2 separate regions of the Mus musculus genome follow, and region 2 is linked to region 1. A link is a contact called in public HiChIP or PLAC-seq data. All regions are on one chromosome and are shown on one strand. The core of a region is the stretch at or near the end of the contact, and the rest is flanking DNA. Distances in the headings are between cores, read along the strand shown.

Region 1 (4,287 bases), core at 294-2,793:
TGAAAACTCAGCACTTCCCAGCCTCATCATTCGCTAGATAAACTCCTATGAGTTAAGACCTCTGGGGAGTGCTTTCTCTCCCCAGAAGAGCAACCATTACCATTTCTCCTTCATACTCCCTGGGCCTTACACCAAACCAAGCAAGAAGGTTTTAATAAAACACCAGTCCATGTCTGAATTACTACACATGACATGAAGAAGGACTCAAAGGCCTCCATGCTTTTCCTCAGGCCGCTACCTGTTAAAGTACTTAATTAAGGGTCAGGCGGGGCTGGGTGGTAACACATTTAGAATCCCAGTGCTTGAGAGGATCATGAGCTGAGCTAAGGGCACCTATACTCTCAATGACAGAAGCCCTGCACAGTGAGTGACACCTTGACCCCAAACTGTAAGTTCAAGTCAGTAACTAGTTCCAGGATTTATTATTGTTACCCATCGGGTTTTTTGCTTAAGTTTTAAGAACCACCCCCACCCCCGAAAGTCTCAAAACCCTTCTGAACTAGAAATCTCAACAGACCTTATTTTGAAAACAAAGAGAGAGAAAACAAAACCGTGTAGAGGTAGGGGCAGGCTGTGTGTTCCTTTCCTCCAATCCATCCTTTGGTCACCAATCTCCTCTGCCCAGCCTCTGCTCCTTACACTAGCAGTTCCTAATGGATTCTTGCCGAGGAGAACCTCCTTTCAGCACTTGGCACAAAAGAGGCCAATTGTCTAACTTAATGGAACTGTCCTCTTGTTCACAATCACTTCCAAACCACCTAAACTTTGCAGGTCATGGTGCTGGGAACATAAAGGAAGCCCTTAGGCAACAGGTTTTACACAAAGCTTTGCTGTCCAGCTTCAGTTGGAAACCACTCCTGCCACAAATGATGGATGTGCTGCCAGTGAGGACTCAGGTGAGCAACAGGTTTCATCTCCGCAGATACTGATCAGTACACAAAATTGTTCATGTGCTCAAAACATGGCTGTCAGGTGTGCTGGAGAGCAGAGAGGGAAAGATGCCTGAGGCAGCACTCTCCTTCCTGTGCCCACATATCTCCCCTCTCCCTCTTTTTCAAGACAGGGTTTCTCTGTATAGCCCTGGCTGTCCTGGAACTCACTCTGTAGACCAGGCTGGCCTCGAATTCAGAGGTCTGCCTGCCTCTGCCTCCCGATTGCTGGGATTAAAGGCGTGCACCACCACGCCCAGCTTGCCCACATCTCTTTCTGACAAGCATGTGCTCAAGCTCTGTTGCAACCACAAGTCTTTGTAGATACAATGGGCAGCAGGACATACGAAAGTGAGTCAAAAGCTAAATTCTAAAATAATTGTGGGGGCAGGCCAATAAGCTCAGTTGGTTAGAAACATGGTGCAAATAAAATAATTTTGGGAACGGCCAATCTAAGTGTCTTATTCACAGCTATGTAATAACTGGAAAAGCTACCTTGTATAAGCCAGTTTGATCTCCAGCTCAAAGAGACCCACCTTTGCCTCTGCTCCTGCCTCCTGAGTGGCAGACTAAAGGCATGTGTCATCAATTCTGGCTCATAATCACCTTTTGAGAATGTCTTAAAAATTCATTTGGAATGAATGAGTCACACCCTTTCTCAAGCTCACTTACACTAAAGAGGAGTTTAACGCAGGCCAAACTCTTACTTTTGTGTTTTATTAGAAAGCAAGAGTCCAATAGCTGCAATGAAAATCAGAGTCACAGATAAATTAAAACTATGTAATATAGTATAGTATGTCAATCCTCTATGCCCTTCAGATCCAAAAGTAATTATTTCAAACACCAAGAGGGTAAACAGAATACAGCCCAGTTGTAGGCCAAAGCCATACAGAGGCAAGGGCCATAATCATTGTCAGGTACCTGGCAATACAGAGCAGAACTCCACCTCAAGTTCTGCATTCACCCAGAGGTGGAGCAGGTTCTCAGGAAGATGAAGGAGGACACAATAATGACAGTGACAGTTTAGCAGCTCACGGAAAGGTCTGCAGGACATGAAGCACCAGCGAGGCTATATCAGTGTCCTTGTAGAGCTACCAAGTCAGGGTGACACCACCGACTCCTACTTTAGAACTACAAAAGATCAATGAAACAGTGGAGAGAGGAGCTGTCGTCTTGTGTCCAGGGAGCCATGGGTTTGAGTCCCTGCATCTCAAACAAATGGAACACAGATATTTCCATCAAGTAAAAGAGACAGAAAGGAAGGACATTTTCAGCCAGCTGGAAACTTTTTGTTCAGGTTACGCTGAAGCCACTCAGAGAAGACAGCTGTATCTTTAAAGGTAAAACCACCTTGCTTCAGTATGCACCATTACCTGACCTTTCTAGACCATTCATGAGTGTCTAGGCTAATTAAACACATTGACAGTACAAGAGTAAATATGATAGCCAGCCAACCACAGGCATCTATCTCTGCCACTTTCCTAAACACTTTGAACATGTCTAAGTTGACAGTTAGTGAAGGAGAGATGTAGTTTCTGAGTTTACAAGACTCTGCATGAAGAGCAAACAAGGACAGTTACTTCTCCATATAACAGAAGCGAGTGGGTCTAAATCAGTGGTTTTTAAACAATTATGTTCTTGAGACAGGGCCACATATACCCAAAGCTGAACTTGAACTTGCTTCTATGTCCGAAGTAGGAGGATCACAGGCCTAAGCCACCCTCCCTCTACTCTCCATCTACTTTTCTTTATGCCACAGTGGTTGGCGATCCTCCTGTATCTGTATTTGCACCTTGGGTTTATTTTATTTTTACTTTTTGCAAATAAGCCTTAAACAAGCCTTTCCTCCATAAGGCACCATATCTAGAGGCTCCCTTCAGGTTAGAAGTCATCACTTACACGCTGCTGCCACCAGGAAATAGGTTCACTCTTTCTTCTCGTCAGTGTGAGAAAGAGTCCTCCATGAGTCCCAACAGAAGAGCTACTCTAACATGTCTCTTCTTTTCTATCTCAAACACCACAACAGCTAATTCTGGCTACCCAGAGACAAAATGTTCTGGATTAGATAAAACTGCAACAAGTCAGAAGAATAAGAGACATGGCTCAGACAGGTTAAGAGCACTGACTGCTTTTCAAGAGGATCCAGCCCAGACTGGCTTCTCAGTACCCACAAGGCAGTTCACAGCGGTCTGTAACTCCAGTTCAAGGGGCTCTGAAACCCTCTTTGGGTCTCTGAGGGCACTAGGTATGGTACAGACAAAACATCCACAGACATAAATTAAAAAGAAAACTGTTGACTTGAGCTCAAAACTTGGGATTCCACATGATGGGGGAAAAAAACAGAACTGATTCCTGTAGTCAATTCTCTGACTTCCACACACATACCAAAGCACCTCCCAGAAAATAAACACATGTATATAAGCAAATGACACAAAACTGTGATCAATTATTTTTGCCATCTCAGCGATTTTCAAGTCATTCCTCAACAGTTAGGCTACAGTTTGTCTTTCTCCCTGGCTGGCCCTGTTTGAATTAGTTATTCTGGATATGAGAAATGCAGGAGACAGAGAGCTGTACTAATTCTGGACACTTTTTAAATTAATACTAAAACGTCCATTGGTTGGTAGAAACCACTTCATACATCAAGAAGAGAGACAATGCCACACTCGAGGTGGTATGCCAGAATGCTACTGCCACAGCTTAATCAGTCAAGCTTGTGGGTGCACACACGGAGATTAACATCTGCACACATCTAAGGTCAGCCAGAGGATCCTAAAACATCCAGAAGAGAAACAAGGATTCAGCAGAGGAAAAGGCATGCTCCCCTATCAGCTAGGATGCTAATGACAATTAACTAACAACACTGACGGGTCTTTCCTTTTTGTTTAAAAAGGAAAGAAAGACAGACAAACAAAAAAGTTAAGCTTGTGTATTTAAGGCACTCATGTAGGTCAGAGAACTTTTAAGATTTAGTTCTCAGGTAGGCATAGTGGCACACACCTTTCATTCTAGCAGATAGATCTGAGTTCTGGGCCAGCTTGCTCTAGAAAGCAAGTTCCAGGACAGGCAAGAAAAAAAAACAAACAAAAGCTGTACCACACCCAGCACAGCTTTTTAAAAACAAAATGTCTTCCATCACCTTCCCATTGTTAACATTTCTGGACATGGTAAGTTCTTGTGTAGCCAACTAAGGCTGACCTCAAACCCACTGGAACAGGTGTGTGAGCCTTCTACCTCTACTTTTCAAGCCTTGGGCTCCCAGGTGTACTTAGTACCACTGCACTTAGTGTGTTTTTCTGAAAGCTACTTGGGGAAAGGCAGAGACTCTGATAGTTTGTGTTTGTGGATTTTTAGTGGA
Region 2 (3,976 bases), core at 496-2,995, 630 kb after region 1:
AGGGAAGTAGCCACAGTGGCTCTTGGCTCTTACAGAGCTGTGCTGGAGGTTTCTGTGGAATCCCAGCCCACTCTCCATACACGGTGTCTAGGACCACGTCCCTCAAGGAGCGCTCGGACATTTGGCTTGTGCTAGCATTGCTCACCACAAAGCCTCTTCTGAGATGTAGGCATCCTTGTTCAGGTCTTCAGAACCGTGATGCTGATGTATTTTTGGTTTTGATTTGTTTGTTTTCTCAAGACAGGGTTTCTCTGTGCAGCCCTGGCTGTCCTGGAACTCACTCGGTACATCAGGCTGGCCTCGAACTCAGAGATCTACCCGCCTCTGCCTCTCAAGTGCTGGGACTAAAGGTGTGTGCTACCACAGCCAGGATTGTTGATACGTTTGGTGATTTAAAAGAAAACCAGGAGCTCAAGCCGTGGTGACTCCCCCACGGTCCCAGCATTGGGGGAGTGAGGCAGAGGCATCTGTGTGCATCCCAGAGTAGCCTGGGCTTCTTTGGGAGGTAGGGTCTCACTGTATAGTCCTGGCTGGGACTTGCTATGTAGACCAGGCTGTTCTTAAACTCCCAGACATCCGCTTGCCTGTCTCTCACATGTTAAGGTGTACACTGTTAAGGTGTAAAGTTAATCTCTCAAGAAATAAAGGTATAAATGCCCAAGAGACCATCTCAAACAAACAGACAGACAGACAGACAGACAGACAGACAGACAAACCAGGACTGAGGAAATGGCTCAGCAGGCTGCAGTGTCAGGACCGGAGGTGGGATCCCCAGAACCCAGAGTGTCCTAGGGCAAGTCGGTAAGCCCAGCACCTCTATCTCAAGGTGGGAGGTGGAGACAGGACAATCCTGGAAGCTGAGAAGTCTGGGGAGATGGGCGTTTCAGACTCTGAGTATCTGGGTCAGAGGAAGGAAAAGGAAATTGGGCATCTGGGTGGCTCTTGGACTCCCGGGCAGTTTCTGTTCCTCGCACACACGTCTGGTCTCCATCTCTAGATGAACAGGTCCTGAACACTGAGGGTATCTGCAGGGGACAAGGCATTGAAGTGGAGAGTGACGATGGCGAGGCGTTCTGCAGAGGTCCCTCTAAGGCTCTGACTAAGCCTCCAGCTGACCTTCCTGATCTGCAGGGTCTCCTCTCTCCAGAGTGCCTCCAGGTTATACTCGCCAGCTTCAGGCAGAGTGGGACACTTCCTCTCTTGGTTCGACACAGCATTCAGACTAGTTGTCCCTCTGTGTTATAAACAGCCCAGAAGGCCATGCTGTGGACTGACTCCCTGGTCTCCCCTTCCTTGCCTGTAAGGGTTTGTGGGGAATGTGACTAGGATCAGAACGGACCTGTGATTCCCCAGGTCCTCGAGGGCCACATTCTGCCTGTCACATTCTCAGAGCCAGCGCTGCCTCCAGAAGTGTTTCTGCTTCTATTGTTTATGGATCGTTACGTGACAAATTACCCCAAACCTAGCATCTTCAGATGATAACCATCCACTATCTCAGAGTTTCGGCAGGCCTGGAATCTGGGAGTGGTGCAGGGACAAGGGTCTGGAGCGGAGTCTGTCTTAAAGTGTCAGTCAGGATGTCGCCAGGTCCCATTACCTGACGCCAGTGGAAGGACATCTGCCAGGTACAGACACTGGAAGCCCCGCCCAAGCCCCGCCCAGCCATGAGAAGCCATTTTCTAGAAGGCATTAGAGGACCTCAGGCAGTATCTTCCAAGCTAAACACTAAGCTGGATCAGGTCGAGGGTGTGGTCCCGGAGCCTTTGGAAAGAAAGGAAAATCACCTTCACAGCTATTGCCAGGAACAGAGCTTGCTGGTGGCCGGGTGCAAAGCCCTGGCTTCCACCCCATCGCTGCAGGAAAACACATTTATCTGTATCCTAAAGGCGGAAGTATCTGACTCACATAAAGCAATTAACATTTCTCACTAGGTAGTCTTAGCTGGTCTAGAACTCGCTGTGTAGATCAGTCTGGCCTGGAACTCTTAGAGCTCTGCCTGCCTCTGCCTCCAAAATGCTGGTGGGGTGTGTTTTGTTTTCCTGTGTTTGCAAAACAGGCAGTCATCACATTTCTCTCCAGTCCTGTCCCACTGGAACAGTTTGTTCTGGAATAGTTTGTTCACGGTGGAAAGGCAGTCTCTGTACACCCTTGCTGGGGTGACCATGGCATTTTGATTACAGGCAGTGTTGTCTGAAGCGGGGGATGAAGACATGGACCCCACAATCCACAGCTTATCATTTACGTTGATTAACTCTCAAAGGTTAACTTTCTCTTTTCTCTTTCTCTGCTTTTTGTCTCTTTCTCCCTCCTTCCTTCCCTCCCCTTCCCCCCTTTCTCTGATATGGTGGTGGTTCATAGCCCCCGCCCCACCTCTGAAACATAGGCTGGCCTGGAAATTACCTTGTAACCCAGGCTGTCTTGAAGCTCGTAGCAATCCCCCAACCTCAGGTCCCGAGGGCTGAGATTACAGGTGTGTACCACCATGCCCAGCAAGATCTTTCTTAATCTATTGACCTAGTTAAGAAACATCTAGAAACATCTTCTGAGCTTCCAGGATAAGACACTAATTTCCTCCAGATTCGGGGGCAGTCCTTCTGTTACTGCTGAACTTAGCGCTTAGCCTTGGGGTGTCCCTGCTTCATCCCTTATGCTCATTTGATTCGAGCCCAGATTCAACGTTCATTCTGTAGCTCACTATACAGTCCAGGTAGACCTCAAACCTGAGGATACCCTCCCATCTCTGCCTCTGAAGGGTGGGATCGAACGTGTACACCTCCACAGCTGGCTGTGCCACGCAGGCCTTCCGACATCCATTGTTACAGTGGTCAGGGTTCAGATAGCCCAGTTTTCTAGGCTTTCAAACATCATGTGTCCTTGTCCCATCCACAGTCTCGATGTGCTTGGGAGAGTCTCCTGGCTGTGCTCACAGACCCTGCCCTGGCTCCTGGGGACCACTAAGATCACATCAACTCTTTCTCTCCCATTACCATCCTCCTGGTCCAACCTGTTCTCCCTGGAGATCTCCGAATTGCTGGCCTCTCTCCATCCCTTTTGCTACCTCCTGCATACAGCCCTGAAGCTACCTTGGCAGGGTCCTCCACGGAGTAACAGTGGGACCCAGAAAATGAAGGTGGGAAGTCGGGAATGGTGACACATATTTATAATTCCACTGAGGCCTTGAGGTTAGCCTGGGCTACAGGGTGAGCTCTTATCTCAAAAAACAATGACATTAAAAGTATAAGTGGGAGGCTGGAGAGATGGCTCAGTGGTTAAGAGCACTGACTGCTCTTCTGAAGGTCCTGAGTTCAAATCCCAGCAACCACATGGTAGCTCACAACCATCCATAATGAGATCTGATGCCCTCTTCTGGTGCACCTGAAGACAGCTACAGTGTACTTAGATATAATAATAAATAAATCTTTAAAAAAAAAAAGTTTAAGTAGGAGCCAGGCAGTGGTAGTGCACACCTTTAATTCCAGCACTTGGGAGGCAGAGGCAGGCAGATTTCTGAGTTCAAGGCCAGCCTGGTCTACAGAGGGAGTTCCAGGACTCCAGGGCTCTACAGAGAAACCCTGTCTCAAAAAACAAAACAAAACAACACACACACACACACACACACACACACACACACACACACACACCACACACACCACACACACACGGGGCTAGAGAGATAGCTCAAGGGTTAAGAGCACTGACTGATCTTCCGAAGGTCCCGAGTTCAAATCCCAGCAACCACATGGTGGCTCACAATCATCTATAATGAGATCTGACTTTCTCTTCTGGTGTGTCTGGAGACAACTACAGTGTACTTATGTGTAATAATAAATAAATCTTTAATTAAAAAAAAAGTTTAAGTGGGTAACTACTCACCTGGCCCCAGAGCGGGTAACTTCCTTGGCTTTCCCATTCATTCCTTGCTGACTGTGTAGCCACAGAGCCTCCCTCTAGGTCTTGCAGGCCTTCAAGATGTTGC

What was found. HiChIP or PLAC-seq counts read pairs in DNA pulled down with a chosen protein or histone mark.
Region 2: an H3K27ac HiChIP or PLAC-seq map of trophoblast stem cells shows a contact between it and region 1, with 3 times the contacts expected there. The contact joins two enhancer-like sites. A contact is called at or near these places in 1 of 39 promoter capture datasets (cranial neural crest) and 2 of 115 datasets of contacts at active chromatin or transcription factors (embryonic stem cells and trophoblast stem cells).

What each region holds. Positions count from the first base shown.
Region 1 is chr2:168,190,503-168,194,789 of GRCm38.p6, forward strand. All of the region lies in intron 1 of Adnp (activity-dependent neuroprotective protein), which reads right to left. All of the region lies in intron 9 of Gm20716 (predicted gene 20716), which reads right to left. Among named protein-coding and RNA genes, the nearest start is that of Adnp, 14 kb to the right of the region's middle. Within about 2 kb of position 1,544, at least 30 of the 459 cell types and tissues checked have an H3K27ac peak or open chromatin away from gene starts, as enhancers often do. A contact at or near this core is called in trophoblast stem cells, where this site is marked.
Region 2 is chr2:168,819,141-168,823,116 of GRCm38.p6, forward strand. No RefSeq gene overlaps it. Among named protein-coding and RNA genes, the nearest start is that of Sall4, 54 kb to the left of the region's middle. Within about 2 kb of position 1,746, at least 17 of the 459 cell types and tissues checked have an H3K27ac peak or open chromatin away from gene starts, as enhancers often do. A contact at or near this core is called in trophoblast stem cells, where this site is marked.